Regions from separate parts of the Anser cygnoides genome. Here region 2 is linked to region 1. The links are chromatin contacts, called in public Hi-C maps. All regions are on one chromosome and are shown on one strand. The core of a region is the stretch at or near the end of the contact, and the rest is flanking DNA. Distances in the headings are between cores, read along the strand shown.

Region 1 (5,972 bases), core at 3,160-5,659:
ACGGCTTGGGAAACGCCAGGAAGACAGAGGCAGGGCGATTTTGGTGTTCAGAGGGCTTAAAGCACATCCTCCTCCTTCCAATAGAGATGGACAGTCCAGAAAAATAACCCCAGCTGAAGCAACCAGGGACACAGCATTGTGGTAAGGCAGAATGTAAGGAATGTCTAAAATGGGACCGAGAGTGGAGATGGTCAACAGCAAGAGCAGCAAACCACAGGGAACAGCAAATCTCTATCGTATGCTCATGCCCTGAAGTCTCAGCTGCTTTTCCAAGCTCGCTGCACAGTTTCCACCCAGGGGCTCTGCCTGGCACCCCTGGGTGCCCCCTGAAGCTCATGGATGCTGTGTGGGCACCTCGCCTTTGCTGAAAACACGCACATGTGTCCAGTCCCCCAGCCACAGGAGAAATGTGAAAACATGAGCAGGCCGAAGACCCAGAGGCTGGATGGCCAAGGGATGAAAAATTTTTTAGGAACTATCCTGGTGTTTAAGACAGTCTGAGTGGTTTTATTTTATTTTATTTTTAATAGTTGGGTTGGACTCTGGGACTCCTGATGAGGGCTTTCGGATGTGCCGGGTAGCTGAGGGGCAGCCCCAGGCTTGACAAGCCCAGGGCTATACAAAAGCTCATCCACCAGAGACCAGAACCTCCTAACCTGAATGATGTGAGGGATTCACATGGCCCAAAAGAGCTGTGTGATGGGGCAGGGGGAAGGCTGGGGGACCTCATGTGCAGAGAAGAAAGTCTCACTGCCTTGTCCTTCCACCGCCACCTCCCTCCCGAAGCAACACTTTCCTGCCCCTCTGTGTTTTTGCCGTGGCCAACACCAACCTGAGTGCCCCGACCGAGCCACGGGCTGGCTGTCGGCCCCTCTGCCTCCACAGCAGCTGGGGTGGCTTCCCTCCACCAGCAGAAGTCATTTATTTTAGAGGCTCGCGACCACTTCTTCCCAGTCTATGTACACAGCTCTGTGCTGGAGACGAAGGCTGCCCATTTTCCCGGAGGATAACGCACCGCGGGAAGGATGCCTTCCCAAGGCACATGAGTGCCCCACTGCTGCTGCTTGGTGAGACCGCCACGCCAGGAGACTCAAAGAGGGCACGGCACCCTCGGCTCCACGCGGCGGGGAGGCGAAATGCCCTTCCAGTTCAGGCATGCCTCCGAGATCGCTGAAAACCACTTCTTATTAATCTGTGATAGAAACCGTAATTATGTCATCGCTCCGAACAACCCCATCGACAAGCCCAGGCACGGGGAGCGCCTGAGCAGACGAGGCCGGCGCGCTGCGTGCCGCGCACAGCCCGGCCTGGCCCTTCCCTCCTGCTCCTGTGGTCGGTGTTATTTGGGCTGCAGGAACCCGCTCTGGTCCCTGCTGCCCTTTCTGATGGGGCCAAACGTCCGCCAGGGTCCTGGGGTGTGCAGCTGCTGGAGGGAGGCTGATGGGGTCCCGTGGCACCAAGCATGGTGCGCGGCCGCTGTCCCCGCACCGCTGCTGCCGGCGGCCCGGTGGCCCGGTGGCCATCCCATCTCTCTCCCCCCTGCCCTCGCCAGGTTCAGCTTGCTCCATTCCGTGCCTGAATTGCAAAAAAGGAACTCGTATCCCTTTGCATATTCAAGTCTCAGCTGCTTCTGCAAGGTGCTTAATGCAGACAGCAGACCCTGGGAGCACCTGGTGTGTCTGCAGGGGACGTCTGGGTCCCAAAAGGACTGGGGTTTCTGATACTGCTGGCGCCCCACCTCCCTAAACACCACCTCATGTGGCCCTACACCATGCACAGCCCCAGGGGCTGGTGCAGGACCCACAGCACGCGTGGGGCATCTCCCACCACGGGATGCTGGGGTCCTTCCTCCACCCCCGACCTGACGATCTCCCAGAACATGTTCCTGCCCAGAGCTCTTCTTTCCTCAGGAGCTTCCACTCCTTCAGGTGCCCTCTTCCCCCCGGGGAAGCCAATCCCTCTACCCTAGCCTCTGCTCCGTGAAATGTGGGATGCTGGTTTCAGCTTTCATTGTTCTCAGATGTTTTTGGACCTTATTAAATAACATTGCAAATGCTGATGTTAATTAAAATTCCTCCAAACCGCTCCCTGCTCACCCTCGTCTCGTAGCCCCTCCTTAAAACCTCATTCATTTTTGAGACCTTCCCAAGCTGAGGCTCTCCAGACCCAGCTTTGTTTGTGGGGTTTCTCCGTGCCACGCGCCTCCTCCGTAAAGAGCTCCGAAACGCGAAGAGCTCTCTGCACACCAAGGCTTCTTCTTCCTCACCATCTCGCTATCATCCTGTCTGTCCTTGGAGCGCAAGCCTGAGGAACATGAAAAGGATTTAGACAGGATTTATCTCACTTATACTGGTCTTTATCTGTGGCAGGAATGTCAGAGCCCGCGCTATCGGTGGGCATAGAGCAGCTCACAAAAACAATTCTTTGCCCTCCGTGCCCAGGGTTGTTCCTGCGCACGTCTCTTTGACAGACATTTGAGGAACTCGGCTCCCATCTGTTCTGCACGGACGTCAAATAGCTGGAATAATGTCTGTAAAATCCCCGTCTTTTTTTAGTTAGTAATCTCTATCTCGTGTTTTTGCCCGCTGCATGTGCGGCATCTGTGTCCTTCGGAGATCTGTTAGCCTTGCTGCCGGAGCAGAACGCTGCCCTGCAGGATGATGGGCATGCAGACAAGGAAGAAAAATGTCCTCAAAATCAAAATTCAACCCGATGAAGGAAGAAAAATGAACCAATACTAGAAAATGGGATTGGAAGAGAGCACCAAAAATCAGCAAGTCCACCCCTAAACCAAAGGGCAATTCAGCTGTCTTTAAAAAAACCCCTGGTGACAGGCATTTTTCCAACCTCTTCTTGAAAATCTCATGTGAAACTATTTTTTTTCAGACAATTTTTCCAAGCCTTAATTATCCCCTGCACTGGCAAGTTGCCCTCTGTCACCCAGGCTGCATCTTCCTTCCTGCAGCCGAAGCCTCTGACTTCTTGGTCCTTCCTTTGTGATTATGAAGGGTTTATTTCCTTTCTCTTGGTGGCTACATTTTAGGATTTACTGTGTTCCCTCTCTGTTTTTTTTCTTCTCTAGACTAAACAACCCCAGGTCCTTCAAACTCTGGGATATCTTTTAATTTTCTGAGCACTTTACAAATTGTCTTCCAGACTTCCTCTATTACTAGTTCACCACCTTTATTACTAAATCATTATCTGTCATTTATTACATATTACTTACGGGGGTCAGTGTTATTCAATACATCTTAAATTCCTATTATTATTGCAGAATTACTGCTACAGAACGTAGCAGCTGTTGCCCAGCTATCCGCCCGCTCTGTATGGCTTTGCAGAGGTAGGGGTGGTTGTGCTAAGGGCAAACAGCCACAGGACCGCGGGGAGCCCTGGGATCTTTGTGGCAGAGCAGCAAGTCGCTGTGCGCGCACTGCATGCCTGATAAAAACGTTTTGAGGGCAAAAAGGGATTTTGAAACTTGTTTGTTTGTTTGTTTCCTGCTTGAAAGGTGCGTCTGCAGTGGAGATGTCTGCCTGGTTTTCCGTCAGAGCTCCATTTCCTCCCCTGTGGATTTTACTTCGGGCCATTTGATACGCACTGAAGTACAGCTATCCACATCTTCACCAGCATTTTTGGTGGCATCCGCTCCACCTACGTCGGTGACCCCAAACCCAGCTGTTTCCAGCCCACTGCCATATCCGCTGCCCACCACTAAGGCCAGGGCGTGCTGCTTGCCACTGCCCCATAAAATCACCTTTGGCACAAACCTTTGGCAGCTCTGCAGTCCCGTTCCCAGACCAGCCGCTGCTCTGGGACCCTGTTCTGCACCCAGCTCTGCTCGCAGCGCAGGCAGGATCTGGGTGCGGGGGCCCCTCAGCCACCAAAAAACAAGCAAATAAATCCAGGATTTCCCTGGCAGAGGGGAAAGGGGGGGATCTGGGTGAGCAGGCAGGCAGTGGGATGTGGGCAGGAATTCCCTGTGGGATGCAGGTGGCTGTGCCGACCCCACACCACAATCCCTCCTCCACATCTGCACGGGGGCTTCTGGCCCTGCCGGGGGGGCAGCCGCCGTCTTATCTCCTTCCTCCACCTTATCTGCTTCCAGGAGGAATCAGGGTGGGATTGCATGTCTCAGGAGCGGGGCTGGGCGGCTCAAAATGGAGCAGGGGCTCCCTGGGGGCTCCCAGCCTGCCCACAAAGCCGCCCGGGAAGCAGCTCCGCGATCCCACCCGGCACCTCGCAGGCGAAACAAAGCAGCGAGGGACACGAGGACCTGGGATGACCCCGCCGGGCAATGCCTGCAAGCTGCAGCTCCTGGGAGGGGGAGCAGCATGAGAAAGTGGGTCAGGGCTGGAAAAGGGAGCGAGGGACCCGTCCCACGCCACCCCGAGGCTGCAGGGCGAGGTGGCCGCCCGTGGGTGGGCGATGCAGGCACGGGGCGTCGAGGCACACGGGGTGGGCTCTGCGGGGGCAAACCCGACACCAGCCACCCTCGCCCCGCGCACCAGCGGTCCCACACCGCAGCGTTGCGAATCGCTCCCCCGGTGAGCCCCGGGGCTGACGTGGGGCTGGGGTTTGTCACGCAGAGGGTGGCAGCAGGGGACGGAGGCCACCGGCTGTCCTCCGGGGACCCCGGCCGAGCGCCCTGCGGCGGTGCCCGGCCGTCTGGGCTCCCTTCCAGCCGCGTCATGGGACTCCCAGCAAATCCCCCGGGGCAATCCGATCCGCGGGGCGCCGGCACCTATCGCCCTGGCACCGCGGGTTTTCCACGGTTCGAGGAGCCAAAGTTCATTGATAACGGGGGCCGGCACCTGGGGCGCGCCGTGGGGTTGTGCCACCAGCCCTCGCGGGACGGCACGGGGCGGCCGGAGAGGTGGGGCAGAGACACGGCGCTGGGGGCATGAGGGCACCCTGCATCCCCTGCATAAAATACTGTCCTGCCGCCGCAACGGGTCAGGAAAAAGAAATAACCCTCATGACACATCCTATGGAAATGAAAGAGGTTATACGGCTGCTCGTGGATGCTAGCAGTTTTTGTTTCACGCAGCAGTCAGACTTGATGATGAAACTCTGTCTGAAGCCTCACGGAGACAAATTACACGTTTCCCAGTAGTCCTTGAATGGCTATCAAATGTGTCATAGTTAGGAGCCGGCCTAGAGGGACTTTTTCTCCAGTAGCTCCCGTTCCAGGAAATGAGTCTGCCCCGTGCATTCCCTAAATTTGTCAGTGATCTTGGAGGCATCTTTGTTAAAATTAGAGCGCTTTGCTAAGGTTTCTAACAACTCTTGAGTAAGCGAGGAGGTGAAGCAGCCAGGCGGTGAAGCCTCACGTCCGGTCCCAGAAGAGAAGACCGGCTGGGTGGGAAGTGCCGGGAGCAATCCCATTGCACCGGGGGCAATGCCTCGCTGGCCAGCCCTCCGACGGGGCTGGCAGGGAAACCCCCACCTGCAGCACGAGGTATTCGAGCACTGCGCGGTGTGCTATCCACCATAAAAACCACCAAAACCTCTCCGCTTTTCCCCTTTGTCCTCCCTGGGCTGGGCCAGATGCAGGCTGAGCTTGGGGCGGGATGGGGAAGGGCTGGGAAGCCGCAGAGCAGATGTCCAACGCGAAATAAATGTGTGTTCGAGCCACCACATCACCATCCCAGGCTGGCCTGGAGATGGCTTCACGGATGTGGCACATCAGCGCTCATTGTATTAGGTTTGCTTTTGGATTTGAAGGCACAGGGAGGTGGGCTGCTTGTCTTTCGTGCGTTGAAAGAGAGAAGGGGGCCAGGGAGATGCGTGGCTGAGGTGCTGCAGGGCTGCTCTCTCCGGGGCTCTGAGGTCTGGTCGAGTGCCACTGGATGGAAACGCTGCGAGGAGAGCTTCTCCCATGACCCTCCAGCATTTCCCTGCGGATGAGGCTGCCAACGCCAGCAAACTCACAGAAAGAAGTTAAAAAAATCCAGTGCCCCCCCCCCCCGCCC
Region 2 (6,290 bases), core at 1,169-3,668, 40 kb before region 1:
GGCTCCAACTGTCTGTCAAAGGCTGAATTGCAATGCAAATCGACTCGGGTTTATCGTGCACCCCTAGCTCTTCAAAGGCAGCCGGGCTCGGGAAGGGTCCCCAGAAGCCTACAGAGGAATGGGGTCTCGAAACGGGGAGCGTGGGCTGGGCGGGATCATGCACGGATGCGTTTTGGATGAGGGATGCGGGTTTTATTCCCTCACCTGCCAGTGAGCACCGACAGACACACAGGTGTGGGTTCACCCACTTCTCACAGGGGCTCCCAGCCCAGCTAACCTGCTCATTTTCATCAGCTTCAATATGCCTATTTCTATATTTTCCATACAGACACATACACCCGGCCTGTTTAAAGGGGCCTGCAGGGTCAATTAGAAAACACTTTTTACCAGTTATTTAATATTTATCACTTGCACAGTAATTTTCACCTGCAGAGCTCAAGGTACTTTGCACAGACGAGTGCTGCTGGCCCACTGCACGGACCCAAGGTGTGGAAGCCCAGGTCCCCGCTGACGGGAGAGGGATGTGCCCCAGGTCACACAGGGAACCTCTGGCGGGGCCCCCAGATGACTCCTGGACCCCGTTTCTGTCCCCTGTCCCTTCGCTGCGTGCGTCACGGTGTGCTCTTTGTCACTCTGCTCATGACTATAAAGTAATCACAGTCATCAAGTCGTCAGCAAGGCAAGCGGAAATGCGGAGGGAAAAACACCCTGAAGAAATCCATCTCATTCATAACAGCTTGGAAAGTTTTAAAAAATTAAAAAGTGTAATGCACCTATTAACGGGCACGTCCAGTGTGTGTTCCACCGGCGGACACAGGAATGGACAGGAACCAGTTGTCCTCTATCACAGCACTTTACCATAGGCATCGCAGTGAAAAGGGGACTGCAGTGCTCTTGGGAAAAACAACTGATGAACGAGATGTCAAACTGCTGTCTGATTTCCATTTCTCGGGACTTTGAAACGACCATTTAAAAAGTGACGGGATTTACTTTGCCCATTAAGTACTGGGAGGTGGAGTTAGGAGTCCATCCGCTTCCTCGGCCTCTGCTTTAATAAAAAACCTTCCCCAATTTTTGTTTTAGAGGCCAGCAAATGATGTCCTTCCCCTCCACAAGATTTTATTATTATTTATCATAAAAGTGAGTAGATTTTAGGCCTGGGTAGGTATAATTTTGTTACCATTTAGTAAGGCTGCCCCCAAATCCAGACCCTTTCTAACTAGTTCAGATCCAGATTCCGCAAATGCCACGAGCAGTTGCAGGCCCCCTCGGAGTCTCACTGGCCTTCTGGGGCAGGACCGGGCTCTACAATTATCCCCGTGCTCCTGCGTGCGCCAAAGGCAGGCATCCAGCAGCGGCAGCCCTGGGAATACCCTGCCTGCACGGCGTGCGGAGCTTCTGCGTCCCCTGCGCTTGATGTCTGTTGTCTTGTTTGGTTGGGCGCAATTGTTTTAGAATTGGATTTGCTTACAGCAGCCATGATTTAAGAGTCTCGGCTCCTACTTCCAGTGCGGTAACTGACTTACTGCGCGACCTGAAGCAACTCATCCACCAGCGCTTATTACACGAAAAGGGAGCTCCTCGTGCGTGGGGCTGGGGGCTCGTGGTGTGGGGCACTGCGAGGCCCGGCCGGGCTCCCCAGCTCCCTTCCAGCAGGGCAGGGTGGTGCGAGCCTCGCAGCCTCTTGGTGTCTCAGTTTCCCCATCCTGGGCAGGTTCCTGCAGGCAGAATTAGGACGGGGGCTCTGTGGAGTACCCCTGGCTGCCAGAAATGAGTCCTGCAAGCCATCCCGGCGGCAGGAATAATCAGCGTGCTACGTGCTATTAATTCCTGCCCCTCATTTTGTGGGAACTGGAACATACTCACCCACTACGGAATACTTTCCCTTCCTCTGGCGACAGGTGCTGTAAAAGTGCAAAGTATTATTAGCATTATTGCTTTTCGTGCTGTGCCCCCTTCCGATGCCCAGGATCATAGATGTAAATATATATATATATATATATTTTTTTATGGCTTGCTTTTCATGCTCCAACGTTTACAGTGTCTGGAGCACACCCAGCCTTCAGGGGCTCCCCCAGGCTGTGTGCCGACGGGGGGCTGCTGCAGGGCGACCCCTCGGGGACCCCCAATTTCCCTATGCAGGGAGGGGGGCTGCATCATCCTAGAGGCACAGAAGCGGCGGGGGGGGGCGCGACACAGCCACAACCTTTCGGCAACCCGAGCCGCCGCTTGCGCAAGGCGGTCGGAGATAAATATATATATATATATATAAATATATAATTTTTTTTTTTTTTTCCTCTCCCGGAGCGACACGGTGTCTAGACGCCCACGTGATGGGGCCGGGGCCGGGCCGGGCCGGGCCGGGGCCGTGCCGCTGCGCACTGCGAAGGCGCCGGAGGGGGGGGCACCGGGGGGGCGGGCGCGGCCGAGCGCGCAGGCACCGCCGCTCCCGGCTCCGCTCCGCCGCGCCCGGCTCCGCGCCGCCGGGGCTCCCCCGCAGCAAGGGAAGACGGAGGCGCTGGTGCGGGGAGGGCGCCTCTTTGCAGCCAGCGGAGGGAAGAGGAAAAAAAGGAGGAAAAAAAAGAAACAAAAAAAAAAAAAAAAAAAAGAAGCAGGAGGAGGAGGAGAAGGAGGAGGGGAAGGAAGGAAGGAAGGAGGAGAGAGGAGGAAAAAAAAAAAGAATAATAATAATAATAATAAAAAGAAAGAGCCAGACGCGCCGGCAGCACGGAGAGGGTCCCCATGTAAGCACGGCGCCGGGGGAGGCGGCGGGTGGCAGCGGCCCCCCCGGTGCCCGCGGAGCAGCGCGGAGGGGAGCGGAGCGGAGCGGGGGGCGGGCAGCGCCGCCCGGCTCTCGCCGCCGGCAGCACGCTGCTGGGGAAGGAGGGACACAGCCCCACTTTTTTTTTTTTTTTTTCTTCTTCTTTCTTTCTTTTCGTAGCAGCCGGATCAAGACTCTGTGTGTGCGTGTGGATTAAAGCCTTTGGGAAGAAGGAGGAAAACCCCAAACCCCGCATCAGGACGACCTGGGCTTTCAAAAGGGATACAACACTCTGGATGCGCTTATTCTTCTCTTTTGTGACAGATGCTTAAATCGATTCCGACGGCCGAATCTTAGGGTCGGTGGTTGTTTTTTTTTGTTGTTGTTGTTAATTTTTATTTTTCCTTTTTTTTTTTCTTTTTTTTTTGATCTCCACCGTTTGGGCTCGCTGTTTTCTTTTTAATTCCTTCGTTCTGCCCCGCGTCGCATCCCCGCCGCCCCCCTCCCTTCCCAAACTGGCGGCTTGATGGGAGCCGCGGCCCCGGGGAGGCCGAGGATCCCCCGCGGCTCCAGGCGCGCTCCGCAGCCGCGCAGGGCTGCGCGGCGCCGGCCAGCCCAGCCCGCCTCCCCCCGCGCGATGCGCCGCGGCGCCGCGCTCTAGGCGGCATTTTCGCCCTCTTTCCTTTTTTCTCCGGGGGGCGAAGCGAGACAGAGAGGCGGCTCCCCCCTCCCCTGGTTCCCTCGCTCTTCCTCCGCTTATTGCCCCCTTTTCCTCGCACCCTTCGCGGCGGGCGGCGGAGGAAGCCAGCGCGGAGCCTGGCGCATGCCACAGCCCTCCTCGGCCCCGCCGCCGCCGCTTTCCCCCCGCCGCGACCCGGCTGCCGGCCCCTTCATGCGCGGCGGCCGACATGCCCGTTTTGTAGCCGGGGGCCCCTCCTCTCGTCCCGCATGTTCAGGACCAAACGCTCGCTGCTCGTCCGGCGGCTCTGGCGGAGCCGTGCCCCCGGCGGCGAGGAGGAGGCGGGCGAGCCCGGCGGGGCGGCCGAGGGCCGGGCGCATGCCGGCGGCGGGGGGCGCGGGTGCTGCCCCGGCAAAGCGGGCAGGGGCGGCCGGGCGGCCGCGGAGGCGGAATTGAAGGCGCTGACCCACGCCGTGCTGAAGCGGCTGAAGGAGCGGCAGCTGGAGGGGCTGCTGCACGCCGTGGAGTCCCGCGGAGGGGCGCGCACCCCCTGCCTGCTGCTGCCCGCCAAGGGCGACTCGCGGCTGGGCCAGCACTGGTACCCGCTGCCCGTGCTGCTCTGCAAGGTGTTCCGCTGGCCCGACCTCCGGCACTGCTCCGAAGTCAAGAGGTTGTGCTGCTGCGAGTCGTACGGCAAGGCGCACCCCGAGCTCGTCTGCTGCAACCCGCACCACCTCAGCCGGCTCTGCGAGCTAGGTGCGGGACGGGATGGGGTGGGATGGGGATGGGGATGGGGATGGGGGTGAGGGTGGGATGGGGATTGGATGGGGATGGGGATGGGGATTGGGATGGAGAAGGGGATTGGGATGGAGAAGGGGGTTGGGATGGAGAAGGGGATTGGGATGGAGAAGGGGGTTGGGATGGGGATGGGGTTGGGGATGGAGACACGGGTGGGGATTGGGATGGGGTAGGGAATGGGGTCAAGGATGGGGATCGGTATAGGAATAGTATGGGGGACAGGGCGTAGGGATAGGGTAGGAATAGGGATGGGGATTGGGTTGGGGACGGGGATGTGGACAACGATGCAGCCACACGCCCTCCCTGCCCGAACACCCCCCCTTAAAAAACAAAACAAAACAAAACACACACACACAACTAACTGGGCAACGCGGCATTTTATTTTTCTTTCTTTCTTTTTTTTTTTTTTTCCGGATTTGGGGAGGGGGCGGGACCCCCCCCCCCCGGCGCTGCCTGCCCGCCGCCCCGCGCGGTGCCGGGGGATTAGGGGCCGCCTGGCGCAGCCGGCCGGCCCCAGCGCTGCCGCGGCTCCGGCGAGCCAAGGAGGCCCCGATCAGACAGCCCGAGCGGCAGATAGCAGGGAGACTGGCGCCAGACGGCCCCTTTTGTTTATCTGACAGCTAAATATCAAGGCAATCACCGCCTCGCTGCCCTGCCTCCAACCCCCAGAGCTAAGACAAACAGTTTTGCTAAAAGAATGCCACTGTTATCATAAGTTCCTATCTTTTTTTTTTTTTTTCTTTCTCATGGCTCTGCCTTTATTTTCTCTGTACTTTTCTAATTCCAGAGTCTCCCCCTCCACCCTACTCCAGATATCCAATGGATTTTCTCAAACCAACGGGTAAGTGGACCTTTTTAAATGCAGGCTGCTGCCTTCAGATAAAAAGGGAGAACAGCCCTTTCTCAGGGAAAATGTCTTTGTTACACTGATGCATTTCGCTTTTGGGCTGCTTGGGTGCCGGGGCGCCTTCCGATCCCCCCCCCCCCGGAAGAATCGAGGTGTAATCTGTCTAAGAGAGGCGTTGCACAAAGTCTGATTTTACAACTCTGCCAGGAAACTCGAGGAGGGATCGTGGTGCAGCTCAGGCCCTGGGGCTGGCCTCTGGAGCGAGTGTTTTGGGAAGGCTGTGCCGGGAAAAACGCGAGGCTGGGGCTGCTGCCGGCTTCTCCTGGTCAGCAGCCCCACGGGTGTCGTGCCCGGCCACGGGGGGTTCATGCTGGTAATAATGGCAGTTGTGCAGCTCGCTCCTGCGCCTGCCTGGGTTTTGTAGGAATTTGGGAAACAGTGCAGCTCCGGCAAGCAGCTCCTTGACGGCTGGGAGCCCAAATGAGACCTGACAACTGGGCTTGGCGGAAATCTTGCTGTGTTTTAAGGGAGCCTAATCCCATGTTGTCAGGCTGAGGAAATTAGGAAGGGGGGGGGGGGGGGCGGGTGTGCGTGTCAAAAAGTGAGTATTTTCTTTTAGCACCGTTTTTTATGCCTGTTGCTTGTAACTGAATGTCAGGGTGCCAGGGGAGAAGCCCATTTGAGGCTGGCACCAGCTCTTTTGCGGTTGTCTGCATAAACTCTCGGCTGGCAGCGAGCTCGCCGGTGTTAGATAAATAGGGCTGGCACAAGGCAGGAGGAGAGGTGGGGAGAGTCGGAAGCGGGGTGAAGCCGGGCAGGGGCAGCTGCTGTCTCCCCGGGGATTAGCGGATCTGGAGCGCGGTGTCTTTGGGACGGTGCCCCCCCTGTCACGCTGGGCAGCCGGGGGACGGCAGGGCAGGGAGTCCAAGATAGATGTGTTTCTGCAGACCGGCTCTGGGTCTCCTTTTTTTTTTTTTTCTTTCTGCCAGAAGAGCAGTTTTCCTAAAATTGCTGCTCTGCAGTTTCTCGGGACTGGCTGCCGCTGGAGTCTGGACGAGTCCCATGGGACTGCCTCGGTGGAGTCAGTCTTTTCAGGCTGCCCGCAGTCGGTTCTTAAAAAAGGAAGGAAAGGAGGAACCCTAAACCTGGGGTGCCTGCTGATGTCTGGGGTACCATGGTAGGGTCCCATCTTGCCCAGCGCTCCG

What was found. Hi-C and Micro-C count contacts between places; a contact is called where the count stands out from the background.
Region 2: a Hi-C map of liver shows a contact between it and region 1, with 13 times the contacts expected there. The contact joins the promoter of SMAD7 here to the enhancer-like site in region 1. A contact is called at or near these places in 2 of 7 Hi-C or Micro-C datasets (both in liver).

The regions. Positions count from the first base shown.
Region 1 is chrZ:59,408,763-59,414,734 of Taihu_goose_T2T_genome, reverse strand. No RefSeq gene overlaps it. Among named protein-coding and RNA genes, the nearest start is that of SMAD7, 38 kb to the left of the region's middle. Within about 2 kb of position 4,409, at least 1 of the 3 cell types and tissues checked has open chromatin away from gene starts, as enhancers often do. A contact at or near this core is called in liver, where this site is marked.
Region 2 is chrZ:59,446,154-59,452,443 of Taihu_goose_T2T_genome, reverse strand. It overlaps SMAD7 (SMAD family member 7), which reads left to right and starts at 2,418. Exons shown (of 4, transcript XM_066988836.1): 1 at 2,418-2,744; 2 at 2,942-4,196; 3 at 5,026-5,079. The coding sequence starts at 3,710.